4 separate regions of the Mus musculus genome follow, and all the other regions are linked to region 1. The links are chromatin contacts, called in public HiChIP or PLAC-seq and promoter capture Hi-C maps. All regions are on one chromosome and are shown on one strand. The core of a region is the stretch at or near the end of the contact, and the rest is flanking DNA. Distances in the headings are between cores, read along the strand shown.

Region 1 (3,185 bases), core at 355-2,854:
GCAGAGCTACAGGCTTTATTTTCTCATCTTCTCACTGGGAATCTAGGCCTGAAACTAAGTAGCTCACACTGGCCTGGAACTGCTATCTCTCTATTTCAGCATCTCAAGTGCTGGGATAATAAATCCTTGCCACTACCACACACTAGCCTGGGAAATAGAACACCACCACTTCTGCTGTTTTCTACTGAGCACACAGACCGATACCTGGTACAGCAATGGCCTGCATGCTTTGACCAGGATAATTGCTCATAGCCTCAATCCAGGTAAGGTGAGACACAAAAATTCATAGCCTTGGTATAAAGTAGGAACACGAATTTACAGTATCTGATGTGGAGTAATAGGAGCAAATGCATTTGAATATTGCGTGCCAGAAATGGTTCTGAACACTTTGTGCAAGAGCCTCTATCTATTCAATAGTCTCTGGCATGCAGTAAGTATCCAAACATATTAGGGCCAGCCATGCTCTGAGCACTTTGCATGCATTATCTCACTTGAGCCTCACAAGAATTGAATCAGCCAGGCACTGCTGATATCGTGAATGGCAAACTGTAAGGCTAAATGTAAGGGGGAGAGCTGTCATCAAGAAAGGCTTGTCAGGACTTGGAGACAGAATGAGTCTGGAGGAGGGTACCTAGTGATAGCATCAGTGTCCCATGGGCCCCTGAGCTGGCTGATAGCCAGCTTGTACAGCTCCTTAGTTTCCAGAGAGTGTGAGGACACGTGCTGAGCAGATACCACCAGTAGGCAGAGGAGGACAGAGCATTCTAAGGCACCTCATCTGGCCACCCAGTTCAGTACAGTGGAGAGTAAGCTTCGGGCCGGGAGTCCTTGCCTGAGTGGATCTCAAGCACAATTCCCAAATGGCTGAGTCGTGTTTCCTGAGAGTGTAGGGTGTAACTCCTGGCTGTAAGGTTTTCCAACTCAAGGGTTTTCTGCGGTTGTGAAAGCCTAAGATAAACAATGTTTGGGTCCAGCATGCCAGGCTCCTAAATCGATTGGACAGGGTGTATAAAGTCACACCGTGTTTCTTGTTTATAAGACTTCTCTCTAACCTCCACAGTCTGAGGTCCTGTGTCATCCCTCCGCACCTCTCAGCCCTGTTTTCTCCCCACATCCCTAACGTTCCTCACCCGTGGAAAAGGCTGGTCCACCTTTCCACTCGGCTCAGCTTTCCTCCCTCCCACGTATGCTTAGGCTTCATTGGTGCTCTGTGCCATCCGGGCCCTGATCTGTTAGTCACAGGGGACTTCCACCTTTTTCCCCCTTTCATGTTTCTCTCCCTGGCTGCCCCTGTCCCTAGTGCCTTCAGCCTGCAGCATTCCAGTCTTTCTCTTCCTTGATCATGCTCGGTAAAGCCACACCTGGAGTCACAAATGCTTCAGAGTTTGATAATTTACTTAATGTCAACAAAAGAGAAGGAAAAAGTAAGCTGTAGAATGCAGGGGCAGAACTACAGCCAACTTGGCCTGCAGGACCCAGGTTCCCAAATGGGCCTTGCCTGCCTCCGCAGGCTCCACCTACAAGTCAAATGTGGAAGGGGCCGGACTATTGTAATTAATAAGTCCCACAGACCCCCACTGAGGTGGTAAGGCAAACTACCCCAGACTGTAGACAGCGCTCTAGATTAACCAAGGACTAGTGGCCTTGCTGTCACTGGACCAAGGCAGCCAAGCTTGCCTACTGGCCCTGGAGCGCCTCCAGCACCCGGGTGGGGCCTTGAGGGAGCGCCCAGTCAGTCACCCCAGCATGTGGGCGCGGCGGGGCGGGCCAGGGCTGCGATCTGGACGCTGAGTGTCCTTCTGGTCCCGAGTGTTTGTCCAGACAGCCCGCGCGGCTGGGTCTCTGGGAGGCTGGGTCTCTGCTTGTCCTCCCTTCTCTTCCCGGACAGTTGCTGTAGGCAATCTGGAGGTGGCAGGTGCTTGGGTCACCTTGCTCCGGGTACTGAGCAGGTAGGTGACCGGGTCGGGTAAAACGCTGGAGCATGGAGCCAGGCAGAAGGGTGAGCGAGGAGTGGGAACCAGCAGGTGAGTCTCTAGAGCGAAGGGTAAAGCACAGAGGACAGGGACAGGAGGAGACCCTGGTTCCCGCGGTCAGGCTGTTCACCTGTCCCTCTGGTCCCTCCTCCACCGCGCGCAGGGCGAGCTCGGGTGCCCAGAGGAACCGACCGCCACAGCTGTGGGTGTCCGATGTCTCGTGTAGGGTGTCCAGTATCGGCAGCCGGGGCCGGGCGAGTGGCGGCCCTAAGAATAGAGGGCTTGTGATCATTATACTAAGAGTCTCCAGTGGGAGGAGAATCGGAGGCAACTTGGAGTCTTTCAGGGAAGTCATGGTGCCCGGGCGGTGTGCATGCACGCGTGGTGAGTGCTTACACTGGCCGGGGCAGGTGCAGCTGCGGAAGCAACCTGCGAGGGTCGGGGCCACGAAGCAGGTGCTGGGTGCCTGCAACAGTACCCACAAATCAGCGGAGGTCCAATCACTGGGCAGTGCCATGTGGTCTCTCCTGGCCCGGAGGTGACCTTCCAGACAGAGTCCTGAAACCTGTTTCAGCCCACGCAGAACTCTATTAGAGAGCTCCCCGCGCGGGGACACCCTCCCGCGGGCGCCCTCACGTGGTACAGAGAGCAGCGGGCTCGTCCCCTCCCTATGGTTCTGGGTCAAGGCTCAATCTAAAATCAGCCTAGCAAGAACTTTCCTCAACAAAAGTAAACCATCCGCAGCCACTCCTGCCCTGGGGGGTTCATGGGCCCTAGGTGGAGTCACTCACTGTTTGCAGATTTTCTCAATAGTGTTTCTCTTCACTATGGCCCTAGAGAAGCAGGGATAACCAGCTACATCTTGCTCAGTTCCCTGACAAGCTTCTCTTGTTTGTGGAACGAAACAATGTATTTATAATTTTTAATTTAATAAATAAGTGGAAGAAATACTTAGGTGAAGATTGGGCACAAATGGACTTGTCTAGTTATATCTGTGAAATACTTCAATCTCGAGAGCATTTACAGAACTTCCAGCTGCTCTCACCACTTGCAATTTATTTTATTTTCAAAATCATCAAGTAAATTAATGAGAAAAAAAAAATCGAACAATCCGAAGCCTGTCCACAGAGCTAGCTGTTTAAAGAATAGATAGAACTTAATCTAAATTCTTAACTTTAGGGATATATGTACTATACATACCACGATAATTCT
Region 2 (3,185 bases), core at 462-2,961, 250 kb before region 1:
TGCCAGGCGGCTACAATGCCTGCCCAGCTGTTACTGAAATTCTAGGTATCTAAACTCCACTCTTCACACTACTAGGTATAAGCACTTGATCAACAGAGCCATCTATCTCCCTAGCCCTAACTTTTAGTCGAAAATATACAGTAAATAGTTTTGAAACATGAAACAAATGCACCAGAAGCCAAAGGGAGAGAAAAGCGTGGCCAGCCCACAAATGTGCCATTCCTGTTTCCACACTGTGCTTTCTGCTTGCTACCACTCTGTGGCAGATGGGGCACCGTTCGGGTAAATGACTTCCCATAGAATGGGTTCCCTATAGGCACAACTTCCTCAAGTTCAGTTCAGAGGGAAGAAATACAAGCTTGAGTAGGCAACAAATATTTCTACATATATAGATAAAATAGATGAATTAAAATAGTCCCTACTCAATTATTCTTAATTTTCCACACAAAATTTCTTATAATCCAGAACTCTTATTAGTTTTTTGATTTTGGGGGGTTTTGTTTGTTTGTTTTGGTTTTGGTTTTTTATTTCAAAGGTTGAGTTGCCTCTTTTGAGTTCTCAGAGCAGGCAATGATTATTCCCTTAGAGTTACCTCCTGGGCTATTCTTGACTTCTAGGCGGGGCCCCTAAAATGTCCTGAGAGGCTCTGAAGTACTATTCTGCAGAGAGGCACAAAGATTCCTGTGTCTACATGGATTCTCAACTCATTCCAAGTCACTGGCTCCTATTTTATAACCCCTCTTGCTTATTATAAAACTCAAAGAAAGCATAACACTATAAATAAGGTAACCAAGATAGCTTCACAGGGTATACCCCCTTATCCAGAGTTTTAATCATTTGTGTTGCTTTGGGGTCAGACTTTTTCCTTTTCTTTCACAATTCTCAAATGTTGTTTAAAATCCAAAGTTTAAAATAGTCTACTAAAATACAATTTTCATGACTACTTTATTCTTTATTAAACCTCAGCTCATACAAAGGCTCATTCATTTTAAATTGCTATTTTTAAATGTGCCTTACTCCCCAGCTCATTGCTTAGAATATGTTCACAATTAGGCACTCTCTTTCTCTGGAATAAAAAGGAAAGTTCAGAATTATTTCCCTTCCATCTAAGTTCTTCCTCCCCACCCCAACTGCCATCCTGAATATCAACATTATTTTAAACTTTGCTGTTATCTATTACAATAGCTCCATTTATAGGCCATTCATAAATGCCTCTCTGAACATTTGGGCATGTGGATTTTAACTCAGCTAGTGCTACAATTCAGATGCTGTATGTCTCCCAGGAATCTTATGTATTACGGGCTTGGGCCCTGTTGGGAAGTGGCAAGATGTTAAAGGGTTAGGCCACGTGGAGATATGGGTCCTATATGTATGTATGTGTCCTTATAGGGAATTGTAAATTGGAAGCTTTGTCACATAGCTAGTTTTTGTCCTCCCTCTCCCATCTGAATAAAGATTTTGGGGCTCTGGCTCTAAAAATTTCAATTACCAACCGTCTGACCATAGATCTTGGCTCTAATCATGTGTTCACCTTTTTATATTTACTCTTAATAATGTGATTGGTAGACACACCTATCCTTACATTTCTTATCACTAAGATCTTGTGTTTGTCAATATGACAAGTCTCCACATGAAACACAGCTGATACCCCAGGGTCTGAAGTACATGCAGGTCATACCGGCATGAACCTGAAAGTGACTCTTATTCCAGAACTAATAATGTTCACAAGACTGTGTATCATTAACCAACAGGAGGTACTGATCAAATGTTGAGAGCTGTCACTACCTACCCCTAATTTGTCTTCACCAAACATCAGATTTATCACTTTCTTTCATGACCTAGAGACTGTTATGCCTTCAAGTATGTGAGCAATGACCAAGCAAACTAACAAACAACAAATGAATTGGTTTCCTCAAATAGCTTTTTCTGAGAACTGACTGGACACAGGGAGGCCCTTTCTTGTCAGATTCCACTGGTATTTTTCTCGAGGTTGTCTGCCTCCAGTATTTGATTATAGTACTAGCATGAAGTTGAATAATACATTCAGTTATGCAAGATAGTTTATAGTACCTAAAAATATATACACATGTTCTGCAAAAGTGTAAAAGAAACCCCTCCAAATGGAATCAGGGAAAGCCCTGCCTGTGGAGAAAGGGATGTGTCCTTCAGAAACCTGCAGTGACTCTTCACAAAGGAGCCACAAGCTCTGCCAGCACAGCACGGCCTTTTCCTCTTACATCTCAACACCTCAGTGCATGTGACCGTGTGTGTGCACCAACCATATCCTCAGGTGGGAATGCACACACAGTAAGTAACAAAATCAGGACTTACTATTTGATTTGAACTGCTCTAAAGACTTACAGCTTCTTAAAGTACTGATTGGACACAAGAAGACCCTATGAGCTATAGAAAAGGTGTCCCCTTTCACCAGTCAAGCATGTGTGATTTTTTTGCAATGGATGAAAGTTAAAACACGAGAAGCAATAGGCTCACTCCTCCATTTTGACACCTGAATATTATCATTCCCACTAGATGGGCCTCAAGTTTAATATAGCTTTTTGCTTTATTGTCCAAAGCAACGTGTGAGCAAAATAAATGGAAGCTTAATAGCAGAGTAAAAGCCAAAACTCTTAGTAATATAGCACCTGGGGTTCCCCATACCCATTCCTTCCACTGAGTTTAATGAACATTACTAGCACGACCTCATTCATCCATATAGCAAAAATAAAGCGTCCCTCCTTTCAGTCTGTTTCCCTTGGGAATTTGTCATAATAATAAAAGACTGAAAACTGCCCTAGACTTCATGAAACCATTATGGCCTATGGCTGTACTTCTAAAATATAGGTCTCTTCAATGAGAGGAGTGGGCAGCAAGCATTTTAATTCCCCTTTATAAGATGGAAAGTGGGCTGAATAACTTTTTGCAGTACTAACTACCAGCATGCAAGCCTATAGTTAGGAAACACTTGACAGACATCGGATAAAATACAGTAGGCTACTTTAAAGGAAATGCCTCTAAGATGAGATGGATTTCTCAGTAAGGCACTACACGCTACACTGTTATCCCATTTCTCAGTCTTCAAAGTCTATAATAAGCTGTCAAAGTAATTTTTAAAAATGCATACTTCCTATGATAGCTAATCTTGACCATCAGCCTGACTAGATGGAAAAATACCTCAATGATTA
Region 3 (3,185 bases), core at 221-2,720, 190 kb before region 1:
AAAGAAGTACTGTTGACATTGCTGAGCAGTATTTAATACCAGCTTTCACCATCACTCATGTCTTAACAAGTGCAATGGTTGGTTAGTCCTGCAATAGAAGCAATGACTTTAAAATAGGTAATGACAGATATACAGTCCTCTATTATAGGACTATGGTGAACACTTGTCTTAGATCAAGAGAGGTCTCTGCCTGTAGAATGCCTGGATAATTAAGGGTTAAATTTTATGACTGGCAGCCCTGGGGCAAACAGCTGCCAGCAATTACATTTTTTCAGTGATTCTCTACAAACCACCACTCTCTGCCTCTCTGGGGCTCCCTGCCAGCAGGACTTTTATTCCTATGGAAATGTAGCCATAAATCTCTTCAGGAAGCAGAAAATAAGCTAGGTGCTTGAGTAGACAAGGTACTTAAGAACATAAGCACACACACACACACACACACACACACACACACAGAGAGAGAGAGAGAGAGAGAGAGGGGGGGGGGAAGAGAGAGAGAGATGCAATGGCAGTCAGCTTCTGATTATCTATTGACAAACTTCACTGTGGATTTCAAGCCTTGAGGTGCCTCTCAACCCTGGCAGCTCCCTGAGTTCTAGGCTACTCCCCCAGGACCTCTAGGGTATAGCAAAGCTGATTCAGACTACAGATTTCATTACACACAGGGATTTGGGATCCCTGAACTAGAGGGGCCATTAAATACATGTAACAATATTATTTATATGATAAAATTCCTCCACTGGGGATTGGTGCCCTGGCTAGGCATCACCTCTCTTCCTGGAGCTTTTCCAGTAGTAAAACCCTGGGAGTGGGAGTGAGCAGAGAACAAATGAATGGAGGAAAAGACATTGATAAGAGAGCTGAGGGCTGGCAGAGGGGGGAGGGGTGGAGCAAACAGCTTTTGCTCCGCCTAAGTTGTACTGTTGAGCCCTAAGGGCAGAGCCTGATTCATTGCTGTTCTCTACGACCTTACATAACACCTGGCACAAGGAAGTACTCAGAAGCAATGTGGTGAGTGATATGAATTAATCAGCAAGATCTGTCCCTCTCCTCCCTATGGACAGAAACATGTTAGCAAAACGACCACAATACTTGTACTCCGGGAGAAACTGACATAATACCCTGTCCTAGGAGCCAAGTTTTAGACTGGTAGGCTTTCTGGTCTGATGATTCTGGTGGCAGATAATGTCTACTCACCTTCAAGTTTGGTCACTGAATGTCTTTGGCTTAGACTTGTTGAAAAAATGAAATACTATGCAAATTTGCTTTCTATCCTTCGTTATGCAGTAGCCCTGGCTTGCCCAAACCTAGAAACAAGTAGCATGCACATTCAAAGACTTCAAAGAGCTAGGGCAGCCGGCTTCTGATTCATTCTCCAGAAGTCTCTGCCAGAAGTAGCAGTCAGGGTGAGGCCAATGGGCTTGTTGGCTTCCCCCTGGGACTGAAATAAAACAGCAAGCCTGGTGAGACAGTGGAACCAGTCTTCTCGGCTCTTCAAAGAGGCCCGGTTCCACTCTCTCCTCCAGGGCACATAGTCCTGGCAGATCTATTGCCTGAAAACAGAAGAGCACCTGGAGACACTTTTATAGGATCCTTTTATGAGGGCAGTGTGTTCTTTTATCCCCCTCCCCCTGCTGGTTAAAGTCCACACCTTTGAAAGGCAGATTTCTAAAGAAATGGTTGCAGCTTTGAGCGCAATAAAAAGCAGTGAGTTTGTGAAGATGGATGGATAAAAGAGCCTAATAGTACTCAGCCATTGAATGAATAGTTTATGTACTCTGCATGGTTTAATTACCAATGTGCTAGCTTATGAAGAACGAGTACTGGCTTAAAATCAGCAAGTGGCCAATAAACACGGAACTGTGAAATGTTTGTTGAGCTGCAAGCTGGCAGGATAGAATGTGATTATGAATCTCTAAGTAGATCCATTCACAAAATAAAGAAGACCAACATTGTTTATTCTGCACGGGCAGGGGAACAAGGAAGTATAACCGGGTCTTCTCATGTCACATAAACTTGGGACTGCTGCACAAGATGCCATTTTCCTTGGACCGCTAAAGAGAAATATGATAGAAATAAGCTTTACCAACAGCAATTCATTTTCTCAGGGTTCTGGAGGCAGCAAGTGTCAGCAGGCTTGATCGCTTGAGGCTTCTTTACTTTGCTTGCCAATGGATGTACCCTGTGCCACATCAGGGTCACACTTGATGCATGTACGCCCTGGCTACTCTCTAATTCTTGATCTTCTTGCCATAGCCTACTGAATATGGAGATTGCAGGTGACTTCAGTCAGCTTGCATTAGTGCTACCTCTGGTGACCTCAGTTTCCCTCACCTCTTCACAAACCTCATCTTCAAACACATTTACATGTGTTAGTTAGTATAGGAACATGAATTGGAGGGAGCACAATTGACTCTCCAAAAGCTTCTAAACTGAGGTGTTCTTTTTAAAGAAGAGAGAAAAATATCTCCCACAACTGTAGTCTTACTCACAAACACAACAGTTGCACTCCTTATGCCTCTGAGTCACCGTGAGCCTCTAAGACTCTACCTGGGAGTTGTGTGACCCTTTCACAGGGGGCGCATATTAGATATACTGCATATTAGATGTTCATGTTACCATTTATAATAGTAGCAAAGTTAGAGTAATGAAGAAGCAACAAACATAATTTTAGGGTTGGAGTTCACCACAACATAAAAAACTATATAAAAGGGCCCCATATTTGGAAGATTGACAACCACTGCCCTAAAGTAAAACTCTCTGTCTTTGATCCATCTCTGATGCATGTCAGCTTGCTTGTTAATTGATTGTTTGCCATTAATAATGCTTAAAAAACTATTACAAGAGAAGGTGATGTGTTTATAAAAAGATAAAGAGGTATAAGAATATGTTCTATGGGGGTGTGGCGAGGTGTGGGGGAAGGGAGCGCCTCAGCTAGCCCATTCCAAGGCATCCTTTCCCCATGAGGGACCAGCCACACGATGGTATAGTATAGAATAGTTTATTCTGGGCATGGGGAGGGGAGTCAAGATGGTAGTAGAGGCAGAGAAAGGCAGAGAGAGGGAGAAAGTAGAGAAGTAGAGGCCACGTGGAGAGAGGGGGAAAGGGAATGCGGAGAGAAGGGGAGCAAGAGGGAGAGGCAAAAGAGAGGGAAGAGAGAGAGAGGAGAGAGAGAGGAGAGGAGA
Region 4 (3,185 bases), core at 217-2,716, 150 kb before region 1:
CCACGGAAGCCCCCTCCCCATTTTCCTCAGCAAGACCTTAAAAACAGGGGTTGCTTTTAGTCTTTTTTTTTTTTGAAAGGAGGGAGAGGATTTCAGCTTAGCCACACCTTAATTCTCATATCTGAAACTAGAAATTCCAACCCCAATTTCTGAGAATGGCTATGAGAATTAGCAGACGTGAGAAAACAGCTAGTATAATGGCTGGCTCCTCTCCCCACCACCATCCCCTGTCTGTGAACCTCCTTGTAGTTCCTTCTGCTCCTGTCTTATAAAGTATGCCCTCCCTTACTCAACCTTCCTAGGCAAAAATCTTGAGAAACTGATATCCATTGTCTGCTTTAGCACAGGATGCTATCAATGGCTGGGAAGAGCCAAAAGAGTACTGTAGCGGATAGGCACCTCCGTTCCTGAGGTACAGGTGACCTACAAGAGTGGCACAGAGTCAGAATTTCCATTCTGTGCCCTGTCTCCAAAATCTAGAGAATCCCAGGTTCTTACCTTGAGAGGCACAGCAGCAGGTGGGGCCAGGCAACTCTGGCTGATCTGAATGGTGGGGCAATATCTGAAGAGCTGTGCCCTTGTTGCCAGCACTGTGGTACCTATGTCTTCTTCACAGTTCTTTGGGAGTACCTCTTGGTTTACAGTCCCTCTCCTCTGGAGTGCCCTTTTGCCCCTGTCAGCTGCATAGGACAGGGTGCTTTGTGGAACTGAGAATTCGATGGCATTCCTGGCTTCTGGGTCCATATCCCACAGGTCCCCGTGGGCAGAAATGACTGGCCGGTGCTTCCAGCCTATGGAAGGACTGCTGTTTCTATCATTCAGTGTAGGAGCTGGGCTAGCAAGCCTACATGGCAGTTGTTGTGGTAGGCCAAGTTTCCTAGAAGCAGGGACCAGGCAACGCCTACTATGTGGGGATCCACAAACCCCACTCCTCTTTACATGCAGATTCTGAGATTTCTCTGTTTCTTCCTTCTTTTCCTTCAGTGAGTAGCAATCGAAAGCAGCTGGTCTCAGTGTTCCAGGGCCTTCCCCGGGCAGGAGACTCGAAGGCGATGGAGCTAAGCCCTGCGTACATCTGAAGTTCCAGGGAGCAGAGAAGAAGCTTGCTCTGGGACTTGGGAAAATGTGTCCCTCCTCCAGGCCCCCTGGGGCTGCTGTTGCGACTGCGGTTGCTGGAGAAGGGGCGGGGAGAGTTTGGGTAGCTTGGGTTGGTGGGGGCTGCAGCTGGATGAAAAGGAAGGAAGTTTTCATCTGCTGTGGCTGAGGCTGCTCGGCCATTTCCTCCAAGGGAGCAGAGCCAGTCCTCGCCAGGGTTTCAGACCTCAGTGTCTCAGCAGCTGCAGGCAGACATGACTCAGCCCCATGGCTTTACCATCAGTCTGTGGAAGGAAACAACACACCTTTAGCACCCAGGGGGACTCTTCAATGGGCTGAGGGCCAGAGAATTGTGTTTGCTGGAGAACTGGACTCTGCTCAGAGTCACAAAAGCAAACATTGGTGGAGAACAGCATACAAGTGACAGATGTGTGTGTGTGTGTGTGTGTGTGTGTGTGTGTGTGTGTGTGAGTGAATCAAGACAGACTTCCACACCTATGTCCAAATGGAATCACTTATTTACCTTTAACTGTTCCTTCTATTGATTAATCCTAAGTTATTTTGACTATTCCTGTGATTTGGAGTATGATCTGAAAGACGGTATGTGGTTTATAAATGAAACTTTCAGCAAACATTGAGATGGACTTTCAGTCTCCTTTGCCTGTATAAGTGAGACAGTTTTGAACAATTGGGACTCTTCATGAAGCTTTGCTTTAAGGGCTACAGTAGCTTCAGGGGACCCATGCTGGTAGGTCTCGTGGCCCAGGCCAAAGTATTAAATATTATAGTTTGATGTATTGCCCCCCCAAATTCAAACGTTGCTGAAATGACTGAGAGGAGGGACTTCTGAGAGGCCATTAGAGTCTGTGTATTCCCCACCCCCAGCCCTGTGCATTTGGATCCTAAAGAGGCTTTTGGGGGAACCCAGATAGCGCTATCAGTGGCCCTTTTAATTTGTGAACTTATTGTAGCAGTGACAAATATGTCTATTCTAAGTTGTATGAGCTGGAATATGGGAAATGCAGAGAAAGAGATGATGGTCAGGAGCTGAAGGGAGGGCTGGCTTGGAAAGCCTATGTAGGAAACCTTCACAAGAATTCATTAAATATCGGAGTGGGGGGCGTCTACTAAAGGAGTGTTGGTCCTGGGTAAGAAGTAGGGGGTAAGAAACAGAGAAATCATGGTTATTATTGTATATAAATAGCATTTTGATTGAAAAGATAAAACTTTGGTGGCAAACGTTTCTCCAACTCTTCCTTCCACTTAAAGAAAACTTTTAATTGTCTCTAAGACTAGCTAATCATTCCTAGTTTACAAGTTTGCTATTGATGTAGGGATTAAATAAATAGTACGAGGTGCACAACCAATTCTCAGTAACTATTAGCTGCTCCTCTTGGAATGTACCTATACATTTGAAGCTTTGAAGAAATTTGTTCATGTAGCAAAATAATTAAAATATAATATATGTCGATATATACATCCTAATACACAAATGAGCACATGTGTATTGTTTTTGCCTATATTAGGTAGCCATTTACATATTTTTATGCTTTCTGTCTGAAAAGACAGGAAAGACTCTAAAACTAGAGGAATTACTGGTGAGAGTCAGCAGTGAATTTGGGGTTAGGAGACATAAGTTTGAGTTTCAGAGTAAACATCTATTAAGTGTGATTCACTTTGAACCTCATTGAACTTATTTATAAAACAGCAAAATAAATGTCTATCCTTCCCACTTGACAGAACTCTTTTACAGATCAGATATGGTAATCTATATAAGAATAATTTGTAAGTACAAAAATAATACATGTATGATGCATATATATATGACTATACATATATATGTATACAGTATATATATTATATATTATATAAAAACTATATATAATATATATATTATATATATAGTCTTTGTGTTGTGATGTGTTGTAATACATAGACACAGACACAGGTGCATACACACACACACACACACACACACACACACACACACACCCCTCTATGTATACACTAGGGTTATTTTTTTAAGACAAGATCTCAAATGGTCTAAGCTTGTACTAGGATGACCTTAGACTCTCAATATTCCTGCTTCC

Evidence for each region. Promoter capture Hi-C pulls out the DNA fragments that hold promoters and counts their contacts. HiChIP or PLAC-seq counts read pairs in DNA pulled down with a chosen protein or histone mark.
Region 2: a promoter capture Hi-C map of liver shows a contact between it and region 1. The contact joins the enhancer-like site here to the promoter of Sh2d4a in region 1. A contact is called at or near these places in 8 of 39 promoter capture datasets (the C10 cell line, HPC-7-derived erythroid cells, cranial neural crest and 4 more), 1 of 484 Hi-C or Micro-C datasets (bone marrow-derived macrophages), 4 of 115 datasets of contacts at active chromatin or transcription factors (bone marrow-derived dendritic cells, embryonic stem cells, intestinal crypt epithelium and 1 more) and 3 of 9 other capture datasets (adipose tissue, embryonic stem cells and liver).
Region 3: an HNF4G HiChIP or PLAC-seq map of pancreatic cancer cells shows a contact between it and region 1. The contact joins the enhancer-like site here to the promoter of Sh2d4a in region 1. A contact is called at or near these places in 2 of 39 promoter capture datasets (both in liver), 2 of 484 Hi-C or Micro-C datasets (both in liver), 3 of 115 datasets of contacts at active chromatin or transcription factors (bone marrow-derived macrophages, intestinal crypt epithelium and pancreatic cancer cells) and 4 of 9 other capture datasets (adipose tissue, liver, macrophages and 1 more).
Region 4: a contact with region 1 is called in a promoter capture Hi-C map of liver, with 2.8 times the contacts expected there. The contact joins the enhancer-like site here to the promoter of Sh2d4a in region 1. A contact is called at or near these places in 3 of 39 promoter capture datasets (epiblast stem cells and liver), 1 of 484 Hi-C or Micro-C datasets (embryonic stem cells), 5 of 115 datasets of contacts at active chromatin or transcription factors (double positive thymocytes, embryonic stem cells and pancreatic cancer cells) and 3 of 9 other capture datasets (adipose tissue, liver and pancreatic islet).

What each region holds. Positions count from the first base shown.
Region 1 is chr8:68,274,924-68,278,108 of GRCm38.p6, forward strand. Sh2d4a (SH2 domain containing 4A) reads left to right here and starts at 1,605. Exons shown (of 9, transcript NM_028182.1): 1 at 1,605-1,949.
Region 2 is chr8:68,023,815-68,026,999 of GRCm38.p6, forward strand. Gm15991 (a long non-coding RNA gene) reads left to right here. Exons shown (of 7, transcript XR_003947558.1): 7 at 1-3,185. It also overlaps a transcript of Psd3 not described here. Among named protein-coding and RNA genes, the nearest start is that of Psd3, 51 kb to the left of the region's middle. Within about 2 kb of position 1,712, at least 2 of the 459 cell types and tissues checked have an H3K27ac peak or open chromatin away from gene starts, as enhancers often do. A contact at or near this core is called in liver, where this site is marked.
Region 3 is chr8:68,082,286-68,085,470 of GRCm38.p6, forward strand. It overlaps a transcript of Psd3 not described here. Among named protein-coding and RNA genes, the nearest start is that of Psd3, 110 kb to the left of the region's middle. Within about 2 kb of position 1,471, at least 96 of the 459 cell types and tissues checked have an H3K27ac peak or open chromatin away from gene starts, as enhancers often do. A contact at or near this core is called in adipose tissue, intestinal crypt epithelium and pancreatic cancer cells, where this site is marked.
Region 4 is chr8:68,120,250-68,123,434 of GRCm38.p6, forward strand. It overlaps a transcript of Psd3 not described here. Among named protein-coding and RNA genes, the nearest start is that of Psd3, 150 kb to the left of the region's middle. Within about 2 kb of position 1,467, at least 128 of the 459 cell types and tissues checked have an H3K27ac peak or open chromatin away from gene starts, as enhancers often do. A contact at or near this core is called in adipose tissue, liver, pancreatic cancer cells and 1 more, where this site is marked.